2 separate regions of the Mus musculus genome follow, and region 1 is linked to region 2. A link is a contact called in public Hi-C data. All regions are on one chromosome and are shown on one strand. The core of a region is the stretch at or near the end of the contact, and the rest is flanking DNA. Distances in the headings are between cores, read along the strand shown.

Region 1 (3,935 bases), core at 399-2,898, 100 kb after region 2:
GTGGGGTCATGAAGACTCTCAGCCCATGCAGGGCCCCTTACTGGGTTTTATAACTGTGTTGAAATTCACAAGGTACACATTGAGAAGAAATTTCGAAGGATAGAGAGACAGACTGATAAATAGATGGATCTATAAGTGACAATACATAATAGGTTGATGGAAGGATAGATGACTGGATAGGACAATATATCAATAAAAGAAAGATCAGTAGAAGATAAGATAGGTAAGATAGAAAGGATATGATACATAAGTAGATAGGTAGATAGATAGATAGATAGATAGATAGATAGATAGATAGATAGATAGATAGATAGATAGATAGATAGGTGAGAGAGAAAGGAAGAAAGAGAGAGAAGGAAGGGAGGGAGGGAGGGAGGGAGGGAGGGAGGGAGGGAGGGAGGGAGGGAGGGAGGGAGGGAGGGAGGGAGGGAGGGAGGAAAATCTCAGTTTTATGTTTGGGGGAACATCTGCTTAGGCATCTGCAGACATGTTTGGTTCTCATAGCTTGCAAAGGTGAGAACCAGGGATGCAGCTGCTGTGCATCCTTTATGGCCATGTCAGCACCCCAAACATTGTGTATAGAGAGCCAAGTGACAATAGTGTTGTTGGTTTGAGAAACAAGAAGTTAGGTTCTGGCAATTCAGCATTTAACATGGTGTTTAACACAGCGGTGTCCTCAGTGAATATCAATACAACTGAATACAAAAATCCACAAGGAAAAAAAGTTAGCAACCCCCCCCCCCAAAAAAGAAGAACCACCATGATATGAACCCATGTCATTTTCCCAAATTGCAGCCAGAACAAGTGCAAAAGAAGAGTCATATTGCCAATGCTTCAAACAATAGAAGCATTACAGAAGCTAATTCTATTATTTAAATTATATAGAAAACACATTTTTTTCAAGTCAGAAAGGGAATATGATTTAGCAGAAAAGGAACATAGGATATGTAGGCAGCTCCATCCTAAACTTTATCAGAAAAAAAAATATGTATCAAAATGGTCTAGATTCTGTCAAAGATTGTTTCACATATCAAGTCGAGAACCTAAGAGCTGAAGATGACTCAGTGGTTAAGAGTGTGTGCCGCTATTCTAGGGGATCTTAGTTTGGATACCCATGTGGGGCAGTCCCCAATGGCTTGTCACTCGAGCTCCAGGGGATTAGATCCCCTTTTCTGTCCCTTAAACAGCACCAGGCACACACATGATGCACAAACATGCATGCCAGCAAATCACTCATGCACATAAAACAAAAAACAAATAAATGTTCTTAAAAGAAATGAAACATTTTTAAAAGAACTAGCAGAAAGAAATCCGAAAGCCAGGAATTTACCTAAAAGAGCTGTCTAAGGAGACTGTACTATTGAATCAGGCAGACTTTATTGTATTGTACCAAATTTTTGACCCCGTGCGTAACCTATATTGAGCTCCTAATATTCAATGAGACTAGGGCTGAAGGGATAAGCTATAAAAAATAATAAAGACGCCACATCTTCCCTTGTACATCTGAGTGCAGCATGAGAAAGTATGTGACCCTGAAATACAGGAGAAAGAGTGTTGCTATTTTTTGCTGACTTTATGGGTTTTATTACCCCAGGCGCATATGCAAAGCCTCCACTGATTTTCTCCCACACTCAGCCTTGAAACTATGCCATGCACTCACATGAGAGTGAAATCACTTCCCTTCCCTCAGTAACCTAAGCTCTCCAAGAAGCCATTCTAAGAGTTTGTGCAGTCTCTCTTTCCATCCTACCTATTTATAGGTTCTGTGCTACCTTGTCATTCCCCACTAATAATAGTGGGACACTTCGGTGTCCTGTTTCTGCTTTTACTCCCTGTCTTTTACCTCTGAGTCAGTGTTCCCAAGCCTAAATTGCAAGTTTATAAAAGGCATGCATAAGATGATTTTATGTATTGCCTGATGCAACCCTCTAGGCCAATAAATGTTTTAAAATGGTCTTGGTTGGCAACATTAAATTAGTTTATGATGGAAGGATGTCTCTGTGAATTGGAGCACTTTTCTATTCCCATCTACAACAGGGTGATACTTGAAAAAGTTCACCAAATGCAGCTGTTTCTGCCACTGACCAGAGACCCCTGAACAACACCATATCGATTCAACATGATCAGTGATCTCAATTAGTTTGTAACTGTTCTGCTACTGTCAAAAAGTCTAAAGCAAATTAGTTTTGTTGCTCTCTTGTATTTGGTATTTTATTGAGGTCTAATTGATTATTGAAGGAAACTTTTCAGAGCCAAGACAGCAACTTGGATTGCTCAGACCTGACCATGTGTCTGGTATGTGATAGTAATTGCTGAATTAACTGGTAACTTCTGGAATTCTTCATATTCTTCATAAACACAGTTCAAGGAAGAAATCAGACAGGAGCACTAAGATTTAATGACTGTCATTCCATGTGCCAGAGACATTGTTCATCACCAATATCCAATCTAAGGTGACCTTGCAACATTCACTCAATCATTGTTTGCAACCATTACTTATTAAGGATGTCTCAGGTGCCAGGATGCTGGGTCTTGAGTCTACTGAAGTAAAGGAACCAGACCAATTTCATGCCTTCTTCCATGATGTGATCTACTTAAGAACACGGCTATAAAATGAGTCATTTAAAATAAGAATATGCTGATGGTTCCATGGGAAATAAGTTGAGGGTACACATGAGGAGACTCTTAGACTAGCAACATGAGGAAGGAAGGCATCCCAGGGAGGAACAGATGAAGCAGTCCTGGCATGTGAGCTGGGTTAGCCAATTAAAGATTCTAAGCAGTATTTATGCCAAAGGGGCTACCTGGGGAAAGGCCTAGCTATGAAGTATGTTCTCAAAAAAACTACATGAAATCACAATGTGATGAGAGTAAAGCCTTGTCTAGGGAGGATGCTGGCAAGGAAAGCTAGTGAGAAGAGCAAAGGATGCCATGGTAAAGGGCTTTGTGTTAAGGAAGGATTTAAAGAGAATAACGGCATCTTCCATGTCAACATGGTCATAAGGTCAGTCTCGTGACAGGAAAAGAGGGAGAAGGAAGCATGCGTGAGTACACTTGGACGGCAGAAATACATCAAAGGGAAGTGGTGTTGACAACAGAAATTGGGTGTGTCAAGATATAGACAGGAGGTAGCAAGACAGCTGCAGAGTTGTCCTGTGTTTCAGAATGGCTCTGGTGTCCCTGGTGGCCCTTACAGATATGAGGCACACAAGAGGAGGGAAGTATTTGTAGGGTTGGTGATGAGGTCAGTTGGGATGCACTGAGTCTAACTGGGCTATGACACTTGCCTGGGAGCCAAATATATCCTCGAAATATCTCATCCTTGGAATGCATCTCAGGGAAATGGTTAGACATTGCCCTGGGCATTTGGTGGCACTGGCACATAGGTAGTAGCTGCATGCAAAATAAGAAAAAACATGGATGCTCCCACTTAGAGGTAGTCCATGAAATATGGAAGGGAAGGAGCTGACCTGAGACACAAGCCTGAAGCGTACAGTATTTAAGCTTCAGGTAGAGGAAATTAGTTGACCAAGTTCATGATTATGAAAACAGTGTGGCAGGGGATGGATAGATCTAAGATGGCTTAATTAATTTTCTAACTAATAGGAAAGTCAAAATCAAAACCCAGATCTTTCCATTTTCAAAATCCACCTCTGGGGTCCTTCATATTTACAAACACACTAAGTAGGAACTTGCAGAAGGCTTCCTCTAAGCTAGACCCCTGTCAAACATTTTAGTAAATTCCAGAGCAACCTAACTAGTAAATGAAAATCATTGCTATTCCCATTATGAATGAAGAAATGGTCTTCAAGACGTAGATCACGTTTCCCAAGGTCGCAAGGCTAGCAGACAGCATGGCTCTATACCCACTGCCCCCATTTATGCAGGTCATCCTTGCAACAACTGTGGTTTTACTGGTTAAGACAACAGGTCAG
Region 2 (4,384 bases), core at 1,436-3,935:
ACACTCCCTAAGTATGCCTATTCACTTGGATCCTAGAAAAAGCCAGGGTAGCGATTGTGAAGGTCAACTATGCCTTTCCCAGCCCCAGCTTCTTACCCCACTCCTTGGAGGAACCCGACCAATCAACGCTATTCTAACGAAATTATATGGGGGAGGGGAAGCAAGCTTCTGGAAGTAGCCATGGGTGGCGCTGTTTGCCTTGTGAACTGAAGGGCAAGGGGTGGGGGCAGGTGTGAAGGAAGACAAAGCATCAGCAGGCATGAGGGGGTGAGAATGCCTAAAATCAGGGTACCCATGCCTTCTCAGCACCTGCTTCTAGACCTCTCAAGAGGCCCCGCAGAATCTCACTCTGGCTCACCACAAAACGCCACGTGCTGACGAGGATCTCCACATTTGTTCAGCTCCCTCGGACTAGCTAGCTTCTATGGCTCGCCAAGGTGCTCTGGTGTGCCAGAGAGCAACTTATAACAGGACTCAGCAATGCTTAGTCCCCTACCTCCGAAAGAAGGATGAAATAATCCTGGATATTTTTATCGACATGAGTAGTCATTGTGGTAAATGTCAGTAGGAAGTCTTGAGAATCACATGAAGTCTTTTAGAATAATATCCTGGGGTTGCAAACTCCTTCATGTCACTTACTGCTGCCACATGAAACTGCTCAGGAGCGAGCTGATTGTCCACTCTTAATAAAATGAGGTTGTTTAACCACCTTTGATGTGCCGCTTAATGGAGTTTGAAGGGTAATACATCACAAACAATTAAGAGATTTTTTTCCTTCGTGAGACATTAACTGCTTCGATGGATAGAAAATCTACTTCACTATGACCCTTCATATAGCATAAAATCAGTTAATTTATACATCTGTCTGCTAGAGACAATCTTACAAAATGTGTTTTTAACATACTCGCACATGTTCCGTTATTAATTTATCATCACACATGTTAGTAAATTATATCTGCATACATTTTGTGGATATACACTAGTTGGCATGTACACATTTGGGTATTTCGCCTTTTGTTCCTTCCTAGTTTTATTATCTTAGACATAGTCCTTAACCTTTACTGTGCTTTTATCAATCTATTTCCTCTGTCCTTTCTGCCAAAAAAAAAAATCATATTAGCAGAAGAATCCCATCAAATGGTCTATAAGAATACTTTGTGAGCTGTAAAGGACTGTACAGACATACCAAGGTAATCTTTCAAATTAAGAAGTCTACAACCTGAGGAATGAATGAATGTGAACCAGCTGTCCTCTCCCCCATCCCTCCTCCACTGCAGTTCAAATACCCACATGAAGAGACCATGTTCAGCCTCCTTTCTGCAAACTGCAGGCATCTATCTCCTCATCCCAAGGATGGCTTTTCAAATCTTGCCAGCATCCATGTGCAGAACATCTGGACTAAGACCGTTCCACATACAATTCTTTGAAGCACCGGCTGCCTGGAAGAAATACTTTGATTTGGGCTTCATTAAAATGCCTCAACTTCTATTAGGGACACAAAAGATTTTTTTTTCTAGTAAGAGCTCTCTTGGGAAGAAGACCGACCTCTAGCTAGTTAGATCACTCAGAAGCCAAGTGGCTGGAATGTCACTAAAGCACCATGCAATGGAAATCTTGCTGCGAGCTTGTAACATGCAGAAACAGCTGGCTTGGGTCTGTGGCTGACCCGGGGTGAAACCATTGTGGTAATTAGATTTAATTTTCTTAATCCAATAGTGCTTGACTGCAACGTGTCTGCATCTCCTAGGCAGAAAAGGCATGATTCTCCTTTAACAATGCTTTGACGTGTTTAAGACTTCTGCAGCTTAGTCCCTTCAGAGAAGTCACTTCTTCTCGAGTATAAGGACACCCATCCAGACAGCTATGTGTATCAAGGAGTTTCACATAGACGTTATCTTGCTTCAGTAACTTCCCAGAAAGATCTCAACACAACAAATACGTCTTAAATATCAATATATATCCTATTCTGCTAGTTCAGTGTGCCCTGCTATCTGCTCATTTAGAAAGATGGATCAGCCACGAAGACATTGATGAGCCCGGGGCGTTTGGATTTGAACCGCTTCTACACTCTCGGGGGCATATGACTTCATGCTACAGCTCTCTGGGGTTACCCACTCTGCAACAGCGCCAGAGCTCCAGAAGCTACAAGGGGGGAAAAAGTGTTCTTGAGATGAGAGAAGCAAAGACTGACATTCATGAATCTGTCTGCTCGCGTCTGTTTATGTTATACAGAACAGCCGTCGGTATTGTTACCTCAGAAGACCGGGGTTATTTTATTCGAGTGCAGGTCGTGCGTACTGTCTCCCCCCCAAACTGGCTCACAGCGCCACGCCGTACCATGTCGTGTCCCCGGGAATCTTAATTGCCTGGGCTATTAGAAAAGAACATCCGACCGCTGCTGGTAATTGAACACGGTGCATTTTGATAGCTTAAAAAGAAAGATCAGATAGAGTCACACAAGTTCTCAGTATGTCTTAAGCCGTCCCCCCTAAAAAATATATAAGAAAAAAGAGGAAGGGAAAGCCTGGGGCAGCGGGAGTGTTCCAGAGAGCGAACTGCTCCGGACTTCAAACACTGGGAGTCATTCTGTCAAGGGGAGGGGGCGGGCGGGGGCAGGCACTGGGCCTCTGTAACAAAGTCCTCCTCTCTTTGCTCCCTCCCACTTCATTCACTTGCAAATCAGTGTGTGCCCACAAGAGCCAGCTCTCTGGAGCCGTAACCTTCCCATCCCGAGAGCTGCAGTTCCAGCCACAGCAGCAAGAAGCACAGAGCAGAAGACCGTGGTGGAGGCAGGAGCATCCTGGGCGAGTGGCAGGGTGTCCCCAGGAGCCGGAAGGCAAACCGAGGTGGGTTCGGTCTCTGTTGCCAATGCGGGAGCTTGTGCGTGCGTTTCTTTTCTCCCTTGCCTTCTCTTTCTTCTTTATACATAGCTATTATTTTAATTCCGTAGCGTTGATGGAAGCCAATCAGAGAAAGAGAGCGGTCCTCTGCGCCGGGTGTTGCGGTGCACGGAGTTGGGAGGGATGCTCAGCTGGGAGCTGGGGTGCGGGCGGGCTTGCGCGCGAGTCCGGTTGCATTGGTGGCGCTGCTGCCTCTGCCCAGGACCGGCGCCGCTTCCCGGGGAGCCTGGGCGCCGCTCCTCCGCCGCCTGGTAAGACCGAGACGCCTAGGGTTCTGCGGGGGGTGGCAGGGAACAGTGTGGAGGAGAGAAAGCTGCTGCCGAGGTCCACTCCGCGGGGCTGGCGGAGGCGGCTAGTGGAGCCCTAGCTTTGCAAAGTTGGCTGGTCAATTACCAAGGGCGCTAGTGAGTGCCGGAGCGGTGGAGCCGTTTGGGGCTTGATTGATTTCCACCTACCCAACAATACAAGGGTCTGTGTGGTGACTGCTTGGCCTGAGTTATGGGATTTTTTTTTTTTTTTATGGCTTTGAGAGTAACGCAGAAATTAATTCAGGTAGTCGGGAAACTCTGGAATGTTCCCAATAAGGCAAACTTACAGAGATGGTTTGGCCGAGAGAACGAGCTTAAAGAAAACTGTTAGCTCGCATGTTCCTAGCAATGCCTTCAGGCTTTCATAGAGCAGAAATGCTTAGGTTGCAAGGCAAGTCCGACACTGGACTTCGAAAATGGAGCACACTGTCCAGGGAAAAGTCATGTGGAAGACGCCGCTCGCTGGTGCTCTTCCAAGGCTACACACACACACACACACACACACACACACACACACACATCTGAGGGAGAATGCCTTCCTTAGACTGGAGAGCAGGAGGTCTGGTGCGTCTGATGTGAGGTGTCAGATGCAAGAGTGAAGTCCCCAAGGCGTTCATGTGGAATTTAATGAAGGCGGGTCGTTGCGGAGTCCTATAATGCCGCAGAGCTGGGGTCACTTCCTCCTCCGTAGTTATTCGCCTGCCAAGAGTTACGGTCCATCTCGAGATGGGAGATGCTGGCGAGGTCAATGTGGTACTGAGAAATGTTGTCGCTGCTGCAATAAAATCCATATTTTATGGGAAGTTACGTGAGGGTCTTTGTATGCAAGGGGCTGGTTGCCTAACTTAACTACTACCGAGAACATTCAAGAACCAAGAAGTTTAATCACGTGGAACATTCACACATTTCTCTCTCCCACTCATTTTTTTCCTATGAAGACACTTTTTTTTTTTTATGATAGTCACTGCAAGCTCTATCGGTCTGTGTCTCTTCACTTTCACTTACTGAAGTCACACAGTGCGAACCAGAAAAGCTATTTCCTTTAACAGTGTGTCTGGGGCGTACTTCTGTGTTGGGGGGGGCGGGGGGGGGAGAATGCTAATTGTGAGCTTTTGCGGTGGTTAATTATCAGGGGCGGGTGTGTGTGTGCAAACTCCTCCCTGTGATTCTAAGGGA

What was found. A called contact is a pair of places that touch in the nucleus more often than the background predicts.
Region 1: a contact with region 2 is called in a Hi-C map of uterus, with 3 times the contacts expected there. The contact joins the enhancer-like site here to the promoter of Cdh6 in region 2. A contact is called at or near these places in 1 of 39 promoter capture datasets (stem cell-derived epiblast-like cells), 5 of 484 Hi-C or Micro-C datasets (cerebral cortex, nephron progenitors and uterus) and 1 of 9 other capture datasets (liver).

The regions. Positions count from the first base shown.
Region 1 is chr15:13,071,459-13,075,393 of GRCm38.p6, reverse strand. All of the region lies in intron 2 of Cdh6 (cadherin 6), which reads left to right. Among named protein-coding and RNA genes, the nearest start is that of Gm35018, 19 kb to the left of the region's middle. Within about 2 kb of position 1,648, at least 9 of the 459 cell types and tissues checked have an H3K27ac peak or open chromatin away from gene starts, as enhancers often do. A contact at or near this core is called in uterus, where this site is marked.
Region 2 is chr15:13,171,976-13,176,359 of GRCm38.p6, reverse strand. It overlaps Cdh6 (cadherin 6), which reads left to right and starts at 2,685. Exons shown (of 12, transcript NM_007666.4): 1 at 2,685-2,846.